2 separate regions of the Ovis aries genome follow, and region 2 is linked to region 1. A link is a contact called in public Hi-C data. All regions are on one chromosome and are shown on one strand. The core of a region is the stretch at or near the end of the contact, and the rest is flanking DNA. Distances in the headings are between cores, read along the strand shown.

What was found. A called contact is a pair of places that touch in the nucleus more often than the background predicts.
Region 2: a Hi-C map of blood shows a contact between it and region 1, with 2.4 times the contacts expected there. The contact joins two enhancer-like sites. A contact is called at or near these places in 4 of 16 Hi-C or Micro-C datasets (blood, mixed tissues and muscle).

Annotation. Positions count from the first base shown.
Region 1 is chr5:58,759,779-58,766,209 of ARS-UI_Ramb_v3.0, reverse strand. No RefSeq gene overlaps it. Among named protein-coding and RNA genes, the nearest start is that of ARHGEF37, 61 kb to the right of the region's middle. Within about 2 kb of position 3,404, at least 6 of the 54 cell types and tissues checked have an H3K27ac peak or open chromatin away from gene starts, as enhancers often do.
Region 2 is chr5:58,883,155-58,889,585 of ARS-UI_Ramb_v3.0, reverse strand. All of the region lies in intron 1 of PPARGC1B (PPARG coactivator 1 beta), which reads right to left. Among named protein-coding and RNA genes, the nearest start is that of PPARGC1B, 40 kb to the right of the region's middle. Within about 2 kb of position 2,820, at least 4 of the 54 cell types and tissues checked have an H3K27ac peak or open chromatin away from gene starts, as enhancers often do.

The sequences.
Region 1 (6,431 bases), core at 2,155-4,654:
AACTCAGCCAGAGCACAGAGTTCAAGGAGGAGAAGGAATGAGCAGGGGCCAGACCATGAAGCTGACTCTGGTGGTGGCTTTGTGAAGGAGGTCCCAGCCTGGGGGTTTGCTAGCAGTGGGGATTGTCAGAAGTGGGTGTCTTTGGGAGGTCTGAGGGACATCATGCTCTGGAGGGGGCATTCTCTACAGAGATCAGAGTTTGAGTACAGGGGACAAAGACTGCACTGGCAGTCAGATGAAGCCAAGTTCAGAACCTGTTCCTAACACCTGTGACCTTCAGCAAGTACCTGTGCCTCCTTCATAAAATGGGACTCCATACCCATCTAATGAGATATGGTGCATGAAAAGGCAAGTACACAGGGTATCTGTAACGGACATGAAGGAGCTTATGAAGAGAATGGGAAGAACTCAGAAGTCAATCCACACAAAGACATCTCAATGCAAGCCTGTCTGCTTTCTGCCTTCTTCAAAGCAATCACAGATCCAATGTTCTTTCTTTATAAACCAGGGTTGAGCTCCTAGCTCTGGACCTCTCTCTGTGGCTTTTCTTATAGCTTCAGTTTCCTTGTCTGTAAAATGGGGATGACAATATCAACTTAGTAGGCTGTTGTGGGAATGGCCTGAAAAGATGTATGTAAGTTGCTTAGCACAATGCTTGGTACATAGTAGGTGCTGAATAAACAGTCATTAGGGTTCTCATTAATATTCTTCATTCTTATCATCACTCACACAGGAACCATGAGGACTTCCTTTGTACCAGATCCTATGTTGGGCATCAGAGATGAGCTGAAAATAATAAAGATGTCTGTAAATATTTATTAAATGCTTATCTGATCTAATGACTTATTATGTGTGTGTGTAGAGACATTAATTAATTAAGTCCCCATATCACCCCTATGCTGTAGCTACTATTACTGTCAATACCATTTTACAGAAGGGGAAACTGAGCTCAGGGTAATTGGGGAACTTTTCCCAAAGTCACACCATGGGTGAGGAAAGTTGGATTTGAGCCTGTCTAGTTTGGCTCCTGAATCCACACATGATGCCAACTTGCCCCTTGAGGGTCAGCAGTCCAGTGAGCCACTCAGAGCCCCCTTGATTATGAGTGACAGCTGCTCCACGTAGTGGTCCAGCTCTGCCTGGATTTGAAGCCCAGAGTCTGCGTGAACATGAGCACATTATTTAACTTCTCTGTTCCTCTGTAGAGCAAGCGACAGTAACACCCTCATAGAACCGTGTGAGGTGACAGCCTAAAAGAGATAGTGCCTCTAAAGAGCTTGGCCCAGTGCCTGGCGCACACAAGTGCTCGAGAATGTTGGCTGTTATTTTGAAGCGAAAGGGGAACTTATGGGTACCTGTAAACAAACAAGCGACAGAAAAGATGGAGTGGCCCTGACTCTGGGTGGGTCACTGTGAGACACGAACCCCATCAGAGGGTGCCTACTGATCTACCTGTGACTTTTGTCTTTCTCGCTCACTCATTCTCTATTGCTGTCCTGTTCTGTCTTTGTCTGTCTCTCTCCCTCTCCCCCACCCTCTCTCCTGTCTCATTTTCTCCCTTATCTTCACATACCGGTTTCATTCTGTTGGGACCATATTCCCAAGATGTGGGACCATGAGTCTCAAGCAGGGTTGCCAGTTAAATTCAGGGCACCTAGTTAAATCTGAATTTCAGATAAACTATGAATAATTTTTTTAGTACAAGCATGCTCCATTTGGGACATACCAAAGACTATTTGGATTTAGGACTAAATAAGATGGATAAAAGGGCCTCCCAGGTACCTCAGAGGTAAAGAATCTGCTACCAATGCAAGAAACATAGGAGATGTGGGTTCAGTCCCTGGGTCAAGAAGATCCCCTGGAGAAGGAAATGGCAACCCACTCCACCATTCTTGTCTGAACAATCCTATGGACAGAGGAGCCTGGCGGGCCACTGTTCATGGAGTCAGACATGACTGAGCAACTGAGCATGCACACATGCAAGATGGATAAAATCCTTACCTTTGGGAAGCTTCCTTTCTAATGAGGAAAGCAAGCAACAAACAGATAAACAAGAAAAAAAGAGAGAGGGGCACGAACTATTATGACAGGAAGACAGGGTGATGAATAGTGAGTGTTGGGGTCAGGGTGCAGAAGGTTGGAGACTACCCAGATGGAGTGGTCAGTGAAGGCATTGCTGAGAAGCTGACCTGTGTGGCAAGAAGCCAGCAAAGGGCAGATCTAGGACAAGAGTGTCCCAGGGAAGGAAAAGGCCAGTGCAGAGTCCCTGAGTCAGAAAGGAGCTTAGAGTAATTGAGGAATAGAAGGAAGAAAGCAAGTGTTGGCCGAATTACAGTGATCAAGGTGGAGGGTGGTACGTGATGCCATGGGAGGGAGGCAGGGTCCGTTATGCAGGCCCGGTTAGGTCTGAGTAAGGAGTCTGGGTCTCGTTCGAATTTAAGCACAGGCGTGACGTTCTCTAATTTAGTTTTCCGAAGGATCACTTCGTTCTGTGGAGAGTGGGTGAGGGGAAAACACAGGGGTGGGGATCGAGAGAGTGTCAGGGGGCTCCTTCAGGAGCTCGGGCGGGACAGGAGGGGTGGAGGGAGTGGAGAGGGGAAAAGTGGACCAGCTGGGAAGGTTCTGGAAGTAAAGTTGACAGGCCTTGCTGAAGGACTGAATATAGAGGGCTGAGAGGAAGAGAGGAAGTGGAATGAATCCTGGGGTTTTGGCATGAACAACGGAGAGAAGACTGCAGGAAGAGTGTTTCTGGGCTCATGGTGGCAGATTAGGTATTTGTTGGCACTGTCCCTTACAGGCGCCTAGGGAAGTGTGACAGGCTCTTAGGAGAGAAAGAGATACAATTCAAATTCCATAGTCAATTTTATTAAACATAATATATCACGTGCATATTGTAATACACGAAGAAAGACAAAAGGCACGTGCGAAAAGTGCCTTTTCACAAAACTGAAAAGCAAATCTGGACCAAGTGCTTTTGGTGGAAAATCCCACGGACAGAGGAGCCTGGCAGGCTACAGTCCCATGGGGTCGCAAAGAGTCAGACACGACTGAGCGATTTCACTTTGTGCTTTTTCAGGTGGGGATGGGGACACATGACTCCTAAGGGGAAGTGCCATGCCTTGGAATCTCTGGCTTGGGAGGGGGCGTGGGGGGCGGGGTAGTGTAAAGGGGAAGAAGGTAGATGTTAAGATTTTTCCAGTTGTGTACATGCCTCTGCCTCATGTCAGAGGGGTGGGAGAAGGGTGAAAAAGAATTGGAGAAAAAAACATTTAGAAACATGGCAGGGAACAAACATCAGGAGAAAGAATATCCACAAAGGCGTATCAGCAAGGCTATCTCCACTGCTCTGCCTGGGCTCTGAGGGAGCTTCCTGACAGGGTGAAGTAATCCAAGATGGCGAGCTCTAATCACCACGGAGTATCCGAGGACATGGTCACGTTATGTTCCCAGGGGGACAACCTTTGGCCTCTTAAGACATCCACTTGCTTTCAGTTGGGAAAGCGCCTACGCAGTGAAGGGGTATTTTTTAGAGCCTGAGGTGGTGAAGGGTCAGAAACACAGATGTTAGAGCAAAGGCTGAATGTACTCAGAGCGTCAGCCCAGAGAAGACTCGGGTGGGGGTCACGGTGGGCAAACCTGGGGAAGAATCCTTTGGAGGGGGTGGGAGCCAGAAAAACTGGCGGTGTCTTTGAGGAGCATTCAAGCAGCGTTCCTACGTCACAGACACAGGGCTAACGCCTCCATGACACAGTGCTAACGCCTCCGTGAAAGATCCCGTCTCGACATTCCAACAGCCCTTTGAGGTAGGACTGTTTCCTGGCTTACCCACAAAGAGGAAAGTGAGGTTTTAGGGAGATGAAGTAACTTGTTCGATGAGGTCACACAGCTGGTAGGTGTGGAGTCGGGATTTGAATTTGGATGCTTTGCAGTGGGAAGTCTGGGCTCCTGACCCCCACAGCCTCTTCATCCCATACCCTCTCCATCCCAGCCCCTCACCTACAGGCAACCCATCTTGTTCCTTAGGTTCAATCCTGTCCTCAGATAGGAGAGTTTCCAGCAGCTCTGGCCCCTAGGGCTCCAAATGAAGTTCCTCGTGCCCAGTGCTGAATCCTGCCTCCTGCCAGTTTCTGATTTTAGTGGACCTGATTGCTAAGTCCCCAGGGCCTAGTACTTGAACTTCAACCCAAAGACTGGTACCCACTCTCTGACCTGGCCTTGATATCTTTCCTGTCTGAACATGAGGTGATACTTGTCCTTAAGTGCCCCATTGCAGTTCTGGACACCTACTATCTGTCCCCATATCTCTGGGGCGTGTGTCCTGGGATCACAGTGATCTCCCAACCTCACAACTTGTCACCTGACTTGACCCTCTTCCTGGCCCTGGCAGCTGGGACTATGTTGCCAGCCCCAGCCCCGCTCCAGGGGAGAGGCCTGGGTTTCACTGCAAACTAGACACCAGCCTATTCCATGAAATGCCTATAGAATAAGGTCCACAGAGGCTGGTTGCTGTTGAGATTTGTAGGGGTTATTTTTTTGTTTTTATTTTTCTTTAGCTTGCAGATCTTGAGAGCTTCCTATGTGCCAGCACTGGATTAATCAGGTAAAGTGGATTCCCTCACATCACCCTCAAACAGCCCTCTGAGATATGAACAGAAGCTGCGGTGATTGCTATTACTGCACTGGCCTTTTCCCAGACCAGAGACTCTGCTGATGTGCCCAGAATCACTGAGACCCCAGAATCAAGACAAGCAGGCTCTTCCCTGGCCAGAAGCCCCACCTCCAGTTCCTATCTCACTGCCCCTCCCGAGCCTGGGCCAGACTCGAGGCCCTATGGCTAGAAGGAGGTGATCCCCTCCTCCCGCATGCAGCCTGGCTCTGCTCTCACACAGTGATCTGTGGGTCTCCTCTGGGTCTGCTTCTCCGGACCCTGTAGGAACAGCTTCAGCTGCCCCAAACAAGGGTTGATCTGCAGATTCTCACAGCCACTGACCCCGAGCCTGACCCACTCAGCTGCTGTCTACAGCTGAACACTCTTTCAAGAGCTCTGGGTGGGGAGGGCCCGACTGTTCCCTGACCCAGGGAAGGTGTAGCAGACTTGGTGATGCTCCCAGTCTCCTCTGAAGGCTGGGCAGCCCAAGGGGCAGAGGCATCTGGAGCTCCAGCTCCACTATCCACCACCTCCCTGTTCCCTTAGCCACTAAGCCACATAAGAGTCACTGTCCAGTCAGAAAGAGAACCACTCTATGACTTGTGAACAGAGAGACATGGGGAGGGAGTTACACAGGTTAAAGAAGACCCTGGAAGCACCACAGGGATTAACAATAGCAAAAAGACACTCTAGTCTCTAGGTTGGAGGAACGCAGGGAAGCGGCAGTGTTACTAATGCCGGTATCTGACGCTATCTGACAGAAACTGGAAGCACAGCCAGGCCTTCCCAAGGCCAAGAGGCAAGGAACCTGGAACCATGGAGGAGACCAGCCAAGGCAGAGATACAGCCTGAAACTGAGAGAGGGAGAAATATCTAGAGTTCTCCTCTCCTCCTTCCTGCCAGTGTCTCCCACTGGCCAAACATACCAGAAAATCAGAGGTCAGAGGAGCTTGGGAAATGTAGTTCTCTCTAGTACACAGCAGAGCTGGTCAGGGAATGAATGTGAGAGTGAGCAAGCAAATGACTAACCTCTGGAAATGAGAGCTGCTCAGAAGGGGTGGATGCAACTCCTACACCCGCTCTGGCCTCAATTTTTCTGAGGCTCAAGGCTGTTCCAAACCTTCAGCCACTGAACTCCCTTCCTACGCATAGGCCTCAAGGCTGCCCAGACCCCTGATGCATGGGTCCAAGGCAGGGAACCCAGAACCACCACCCTGAGGTGCCTGGAAGCATGGGAGCTGCCTGAGTCCTAACGGAACAGCACTCACTAGTGCTCCTGAGCTCAGCATAAATCAGAGCCCGCAAGGACAAATCTAATCTCCCCCTCTCTTTGTTCCTGAATCTGCTACTGGAACCTCCAGCAAGGAGCTTTGGTCCCCAAAGCTGCTGGGTCTCCTGGGAACACCCTGAGAAGATGCTTCTGGATGCAAAGGGCCCTAAGCCTATGAGCAGAGTCCTGCTTCAGTGCGCCTGCATGCCTGATTATCGCCTGAATCCCTGAATCGCTGCCTGACTTGTCCTGAGGCAGTGAACTGCAGAAAGTCCTATCACTGGGGAGAGGCAGGAGAATCTAGGACACTCCTGCCCATGACTGAGATTGTCCTGGATGGGAATGCTGCCCACCCTGACCCAGATGCAGCAGCAGGGATCCAGACCAGGGGAAGTCCCAAGAATCCCTTTGGGGTGTAACAGCAGCCTCTGAGGGAAAGGCTGGAACTAGTTTCCACGAGGCCCTCACAAGCCAGGGGGGCTTCATCTACATAAGGGAGTGGCCAGGCCTTGT
Region 2 (6,431 bases), core at 1,571-4,070, 120 kb before region 1:
GGAGCTCAGTCCAGGTGAGGTTGTGCAACCAGCTCCATCCATCTGCACCTGCCTGACAGCTGCCAGCACGGGCTGCAGCTCCCCCTGCTCTGATGGAGGAGTGCGTTGCTCAGAGGGTCCCAGCCTGAGACTCAGATGAGGCCACCTCGACCCTAGAAGACCCTGGTGTGCAGTCACCCCCCTCCCCTCAAAGGCCATGCTGCACAATGGGAGGAACACTGGACTCAGAGTCCAAAGTCTCAGACTGAGGCTTCAGCTCAGCCACTCAACCACTCTGAGTCCTTGGCCAAGTCCCCACCCAACCCTGGGCTTCCGTTTCCTCTCTGTTCCATGACGGTTCGTGGCCTCCAAACGCCATGAACTGTGGCCAGCAGCATCAGAGCCACCCAGGCACAGGGCCAAATCCCAACCCCAGACCCAAGTGAAGACCTGAGCATGAGGCTTGGAAGCTATGCTGTGAAGCACTTTCCCACAGGACTCTGAGATCTCGAGATAGAACTCAATCCCTCAGCAAAAGGCCGTCAGCTCCCAAACCAGCAGCCTTATCTCAATGACTTCCTTGAGCGGGTCCTAAGCAATCTCAGCCATTTTCTGAGCTGGCCAATGGATGCAAGAGGTGAAGGGAGGTTCAGAGCCTGCCCAGCAGCAGCATCAAATGTAGGAGGTGGGGGAACGACCCAGCCAGCTCATCTCTGAACAGTGGCTCACCCTGAAAAGAACCTGGCTCACTCGGGGTGCAGTCTCCTTGCTGAGTGAACAAACAAATGTCAAAGCTGGAGTCTGAGGAATCACGCCAACCTCTTCTCAATGCTCAGATGTGACGACTGTGGTCAGGCCAGTCACCATGGGACCAACCCCAGAAAGATGAAAGTGGCAGCAAATCTTTATGAAGTCCTCGCTCAGTGCCAGGCCGACAGGTAACTGCATTACCTGGGAACTGCTCAACCCCAGGGAGCATGCGATATACTTAGCTCCATTTCACAGGTGAGGAATAGGGGGCCAGTGTACCCAGCCAGTAAGCAGCAGCGCTGTGGGGCCCTCTCATTAGAGGGGGACAGGGGGCTCCCCCAGGCTCCTGGCTTCACAGATGCTATGAGATGTCAACCCCAGGCTTCCCAATGGGGCTCAGATGCCCATACCATCCTGGCCTCTGCCAGAAGGGCGTTCAGGTCAGAGCTGAAAGGGGGACCCAGGACAAGTGGCTCACTTGCTCTCCTAACTGGTGCTAAAATGACTCTGAGGCACCCCTGCAGGCACCTCCTTTCTGACTGATGGGGTGTGCAGGTGCCAGTGGGGCCCACGAAGGGCTAGATGGGACCCTGGGGACAGAATAAGCTGGGACCTGTCTATAGTCACCCAGGCCAAGAGTCACCACCAAGCCAGGCAGCTAGGTCTCTTCCTTCAGAACTTCAGAATCGGCTTACTTCCCTAAAACTCTGCCCTCCTCCCCCATCTACTTCCACCTCACTCCAGTCTCCAGCTTACGGCCACCCTGCCGGCCCTGCCTCAGTCCACCTCCCTGGTTGTTGAGCCTCCAGGCACGAAATCTGTGAGCTTCATAACACCCTCCCAGTGTGTAATTACACGTTGAGGTAGATACTTAATTAGTGTCTGTCTCCCCCCACAAAGGCAGGGACACTGTCTTATTTGCCTGTTTGCCCAGTGCTGAAAAATGGTGGGCCCTCAATAAATGCTTGTCAAGAAACAAGAAAATCCAGTAGGAGGCAAAATGCAAAGTTGAGAGCGAATGGTCGCAGTAGCAAAGACTGACAGAACCCCAAATGGGCAGAAATTGATCAGGGCTGGGGTAGATGGAAGAGAATGAGTCAGTCACGGAAGGCTTCCTGGAAGAGAAGTTAGGCTTCCAAAGGGGAGTAGGATTTCGGTGGTCATTTCAAGAGGGTGGACCCTCACAGGGCAGAGGTGGGGCTGTCCTTGGTGGGAGGGGTCCAGGAGGGGGTCAGACTGAGACTCCACCTCTGAGAGAAGAGGCTCCCTCACACCACACTGCCCACCTGACAGAGAAGGAACAGAGGGTCGGCCCTCCTGTGGGCAGCAATGGCTGAGAAAGTTCAATGCCAGGTTCATTCAAACACTCAGCATCCGTGCCCATAGGATATGAGGGTACATGGGGCTGCCCCAGTTAAGCTTTGGGGGGCACTGTTGCGTTTCCTCTGGAGGCTGTTTTCATTAATAAAAGGTGTGGAGGCCTGCATGGGCCACCACCCCAGCCATCCCTGTCCCCCAACGCCATCGCAGCCTGTGTGGTCCCCCGTCCCCATCCCCAAACATCAAGAAGGTAGAGACAAAGCATCAGTTTTGCCAGCACACAGCCAAAAACACCAGCATTGCACCTACAAGAAAACACTATCCTGGAACACTGCCGGAGCTGGGGCCAAAACCTTCAACTCCAGGCACAGTCACGCTATGTCGGCACATCGTTCTCGTTGTTCAGTCACTAAGCCGTGCACGACTCTCTGCGACCCCATGGACTGCAGCACGCCAGGCTCCCTGTCCTTCACCATCTCTCAGAGTTTGCTCCAACTCATGTCCACTGAATCAGTGATGCCATCCAACCATCTCAGCCTCTGTCGCCCCCTTCTCCTCCTGCCCTCAATTTGTCCCAGCATCAGGGTATTTTCCAGTGAGTTGGTTCTTCACATCAGGTGACCAAAGTATTGGAGTTTCAGCTTCAACATCAGTCCTTCCAATAAATATTCAGGGTTGATTTCCTTCAGGAAACATTGACACATTGTACCAAACCTTAATTGCACCTTTACCTAGTCACAAGCCCTGGCGCACCCAATCTGACCACAATGCCACCACCCCTGTCACTAAGCAGTTACAGCAAACACCACGAACACCACAGCAATACCACGCAGCCCCAGAGCCAAATCCATCACCCCGGGCACCTTAAAGATGCATCATTAACACAAATCCCACATCCCATGACAGTCAGCAGGACACAAATACCATCATCACACCCTAACCCATGAGCGACATGTTACAACCATGCCCCTACAGAACACACTCGCAGTCACACCTCACAGTTGCCCGCCCAAAAAGCTCACAGCAAAGGCCTTACCTGCCAGAGCTTATGAAACACACTCAGACCTAACATCCAGTACTGCCCTTGTGCCTGCTTATCCAAGGGTCCTGGGGCTACCTGGAGGGGGCTTTCGGAGGGGCCTCACACTGACCGGGTGTGCAGCCCACCAGATCTGGCTCTGGATCCCACTGTGCCTGCCCCCACACAGTACAATGTCCCCCACACACACCCAGAACACAGCAGACAAGCAGCCGCACAACAGTGGGCCACCCTCTCAGTGCTCCGCTCAGTCCCTGTGGGACCTGCCTCCTCCACCCCACCCCACCCACCCCAATAAGCCAGTCACGCTCTCCAGATAAATGCCCCATCAGAGGCCCTGCCTGAATTCTCAGAGGAAGTCGTAGGAGACTAGAAGGGCTTTTTAAAAAACTCCCAGAGGCTCTGACACGGAATCCAACCCCCAGGGAATCCCTGTGGTAAAGCCTGACACGAGGACCAGAGGGAAAGAAACCCTCCTTGCCTTTGGGGTGATATCCAGCCCTCAAGAGTCCACAGCGGCAGCCCCCCTCACCAGAAGGAGACCTTGGGGGTGATCTCAGTCTCCCTGTCTGCAGAATGGGGACCTCCATCCTGTCAAGATCACCCCAGCGGGACCCTGCTGAGCAGACACTCCTCAATACCTCTTGCAGGGCCAAGCCTCGCGCAAAAAAGCTGGCAGTATATATACTGCTATAACGCTGGGGCCTTAGCATATTATTAGAATGTACTGTTCAGCTAGGGCTGCCATAACAAAATACCACTGGGTGGCTTAAACAACAGAACTCATCTTCTCACAGTTCTAGAGGCTAAACTTCTGCCAGCAGGGTTGATGCATGGAGAAACCTTTCCTCAAGGTTTACAGGGCAAGTCTGCCTTCTCGTTGTCTTCACATGGCCTTGTCTCTGAGGGTGAAGAGAGATCTCTGCTGTCGCTTCATCTTCTGATAAGGATGCCAGTCCTACTGGACGAGGGCCCACGTTTATGACCTCATTATAGGCCCTATCTCCAAAACAGTTGCACTGGGGTTTAGGGCTTCGAAACATGAATTTTGGGAGGGAAGCAATTTAGTCCATAAAAGGGGGAAAGGCTTGTAGGTTTGGCAGTCTGACAGGCCTGGGTTAGGAAACGTCACCTTCTGAGCTTGCTTCTTATCTGTAAGTAGGAAATAAGTGTTCACAGTGTTGTTTGAGGATTAAAATAAAAAGGTAAAGGGACTTCCTTGCTGGTCCTGTGGCTAAGGATCCATGCTCTCAAAGCAGGGGACCTGAGTTCCATCCCTGGTCAGGGAACTAGATCCCACATGCTGTAACTAAGAGTCTGCGTGCTGCAAATAAAGATCCTGAATGTGGCTATGATGACCCAAGGTCCCCCATGCTGCAACAAAGAATGGGCACAGCCTAACCAATTAAATAAAATGAAATTAATATTTTTTGTTTTTAAATGAACATCTGCTTATTTAACTTATATGCAGAGTACATCATGAGAAACTCTGGGCTGGAAGAAGCACAAGCTGGAATCAAGATTGCTGGGAGAAATATCAATAACCTCAGATATGCAGATGACACCACCCTTATGGCAGAAAGTGAAGAGGATCTAAAAAGCCTCTTGATGAAAGTGAAAGAGGAGAGTGAAAAAGTTGTCTTAAAGCTCAACATTCGGAAAACAAAGATCATGGCATCTGGTCCCATCACTTCATGGCAAATAGATGGGGAAACAGTAGAAATAGTGACAGACTTTATTTTTGGGGGGCTCCAAAAATCACTGCAGATGGTGATTGCAGCCATGAATTTAAAAGACGCTTACTCCTTGGAAGGAAAGTTACGACCAATCTAGATAGCATATTCAAAAGCAGAGACATTACTTTGCCAACAAAGGCCCGTCTAGCCAAGGCTATGGTTTTTCCAGTGGTCATGTATGGATGTGAGAGTTGGACTGTGAAGAAAGCTGAGTGCTGAAGAATTGATGCTTTTGAACTGTGGTGTTGGAGAAGACTCTTGAGAGTCCCTTGGACTGCAAGGAGATCCAACCAGTCCATCCTAAAGGAGATCAGTCCTGGGTGTTCTTTGGAAGGAATGATGCTAAAGCTGAAACTCCAGTACTCTGGCCACCTCATGCAAAGAGTTGACTCATTGGAAAAGACTCTGATGCTGGGAGGGATTGGGGGCAGGAGGAGAAAGGGACGACAGAGAATGAGATGGCTGGATGGCATCACTGACTCGATGGACGTGAATCTGAGTGAACTTCGGGAGTTGGTGATGGACAGGGAGGCCTGGCATGCTGCGATTCATGGGGTCGCAAAGAGTCGGACACAACTGAGCGACTGAACTGAATTGAACTGATAGGGCAGATGAAAGCTGGAGCCAGCTTGGAGAGATCGCTCAGTAACATTCTGTTGGTAATATGAAATCAGCTGTAGGTGGGCAATTTACATCATGGAAACTGGTCAACCCTAAAAATGATGGCTCCCACCCCATCCCTGAGCCCACTGTTACACATTCACCAGGACACCACTGAACACAATACTGTAAGTACAGAACTTTCTACTCAGTGCTGCCAGACAGGCAAACAGAAAGAACAAGGAGAAAGGAATACCACTCACAATATCTTTCTATGCAAAACTAACAGAGCAAAGGAAAACAGTTTCCTTGCTATAATTTACGTGCAACATAATAGGTGTTTCCCGTTGTGCTGTGCTTTTGTTCGGATTCTCTCCACTCCCCAGGTCTGACCTCATAGATCTATGGCCACACCCAGCTGCTCCCACCCTCATGCCTTTGCCTACACACTGCCTGCAGCACCCCACTAGTGTCCCCAGCAGCCCGACAGACCTGGGCCACCAGGGCCCCTGCACTGGGCTTTGTTTGCACCTTAGAGGGCTTGGCGCTGGCCCTCCTCCAGCAACCCCCTCTGGACCCACATATGCCTGCCTAAATGGCCCTGGGCCTGCTTTCAGGGCCCATGCTGGCCTCTCCCCTGGATCTATCATCCGCAGGATGACTGCACGGTGTGTGTGCACTCTGAGGCCCAGGGGTGACCCAGGGTGGCTGTCTGCGGTTCCCTGGTACGTACATGGAGCTGACGTTCTGCCGGGGGCACCACTTGTACTCTGTCCTAGCTTCAACAAACCTGCCATCCAATTTCTTCAAGGTTCTAGAATAAGAAATTTGTCAGTGTTGATGATGGCGATCCTTCAAAGCCTAAGGTCTTCATCTCCTCCATAAGCCATAAACCATAGTCAGCACTGCCCCTAGAACAGTTTTATATCACATTTAGTCATTTAAGTCTTTATGACTGCTTTGATGTGACCACTCAAGGTTATTTCAAGTTATTCCAATAAACCTTT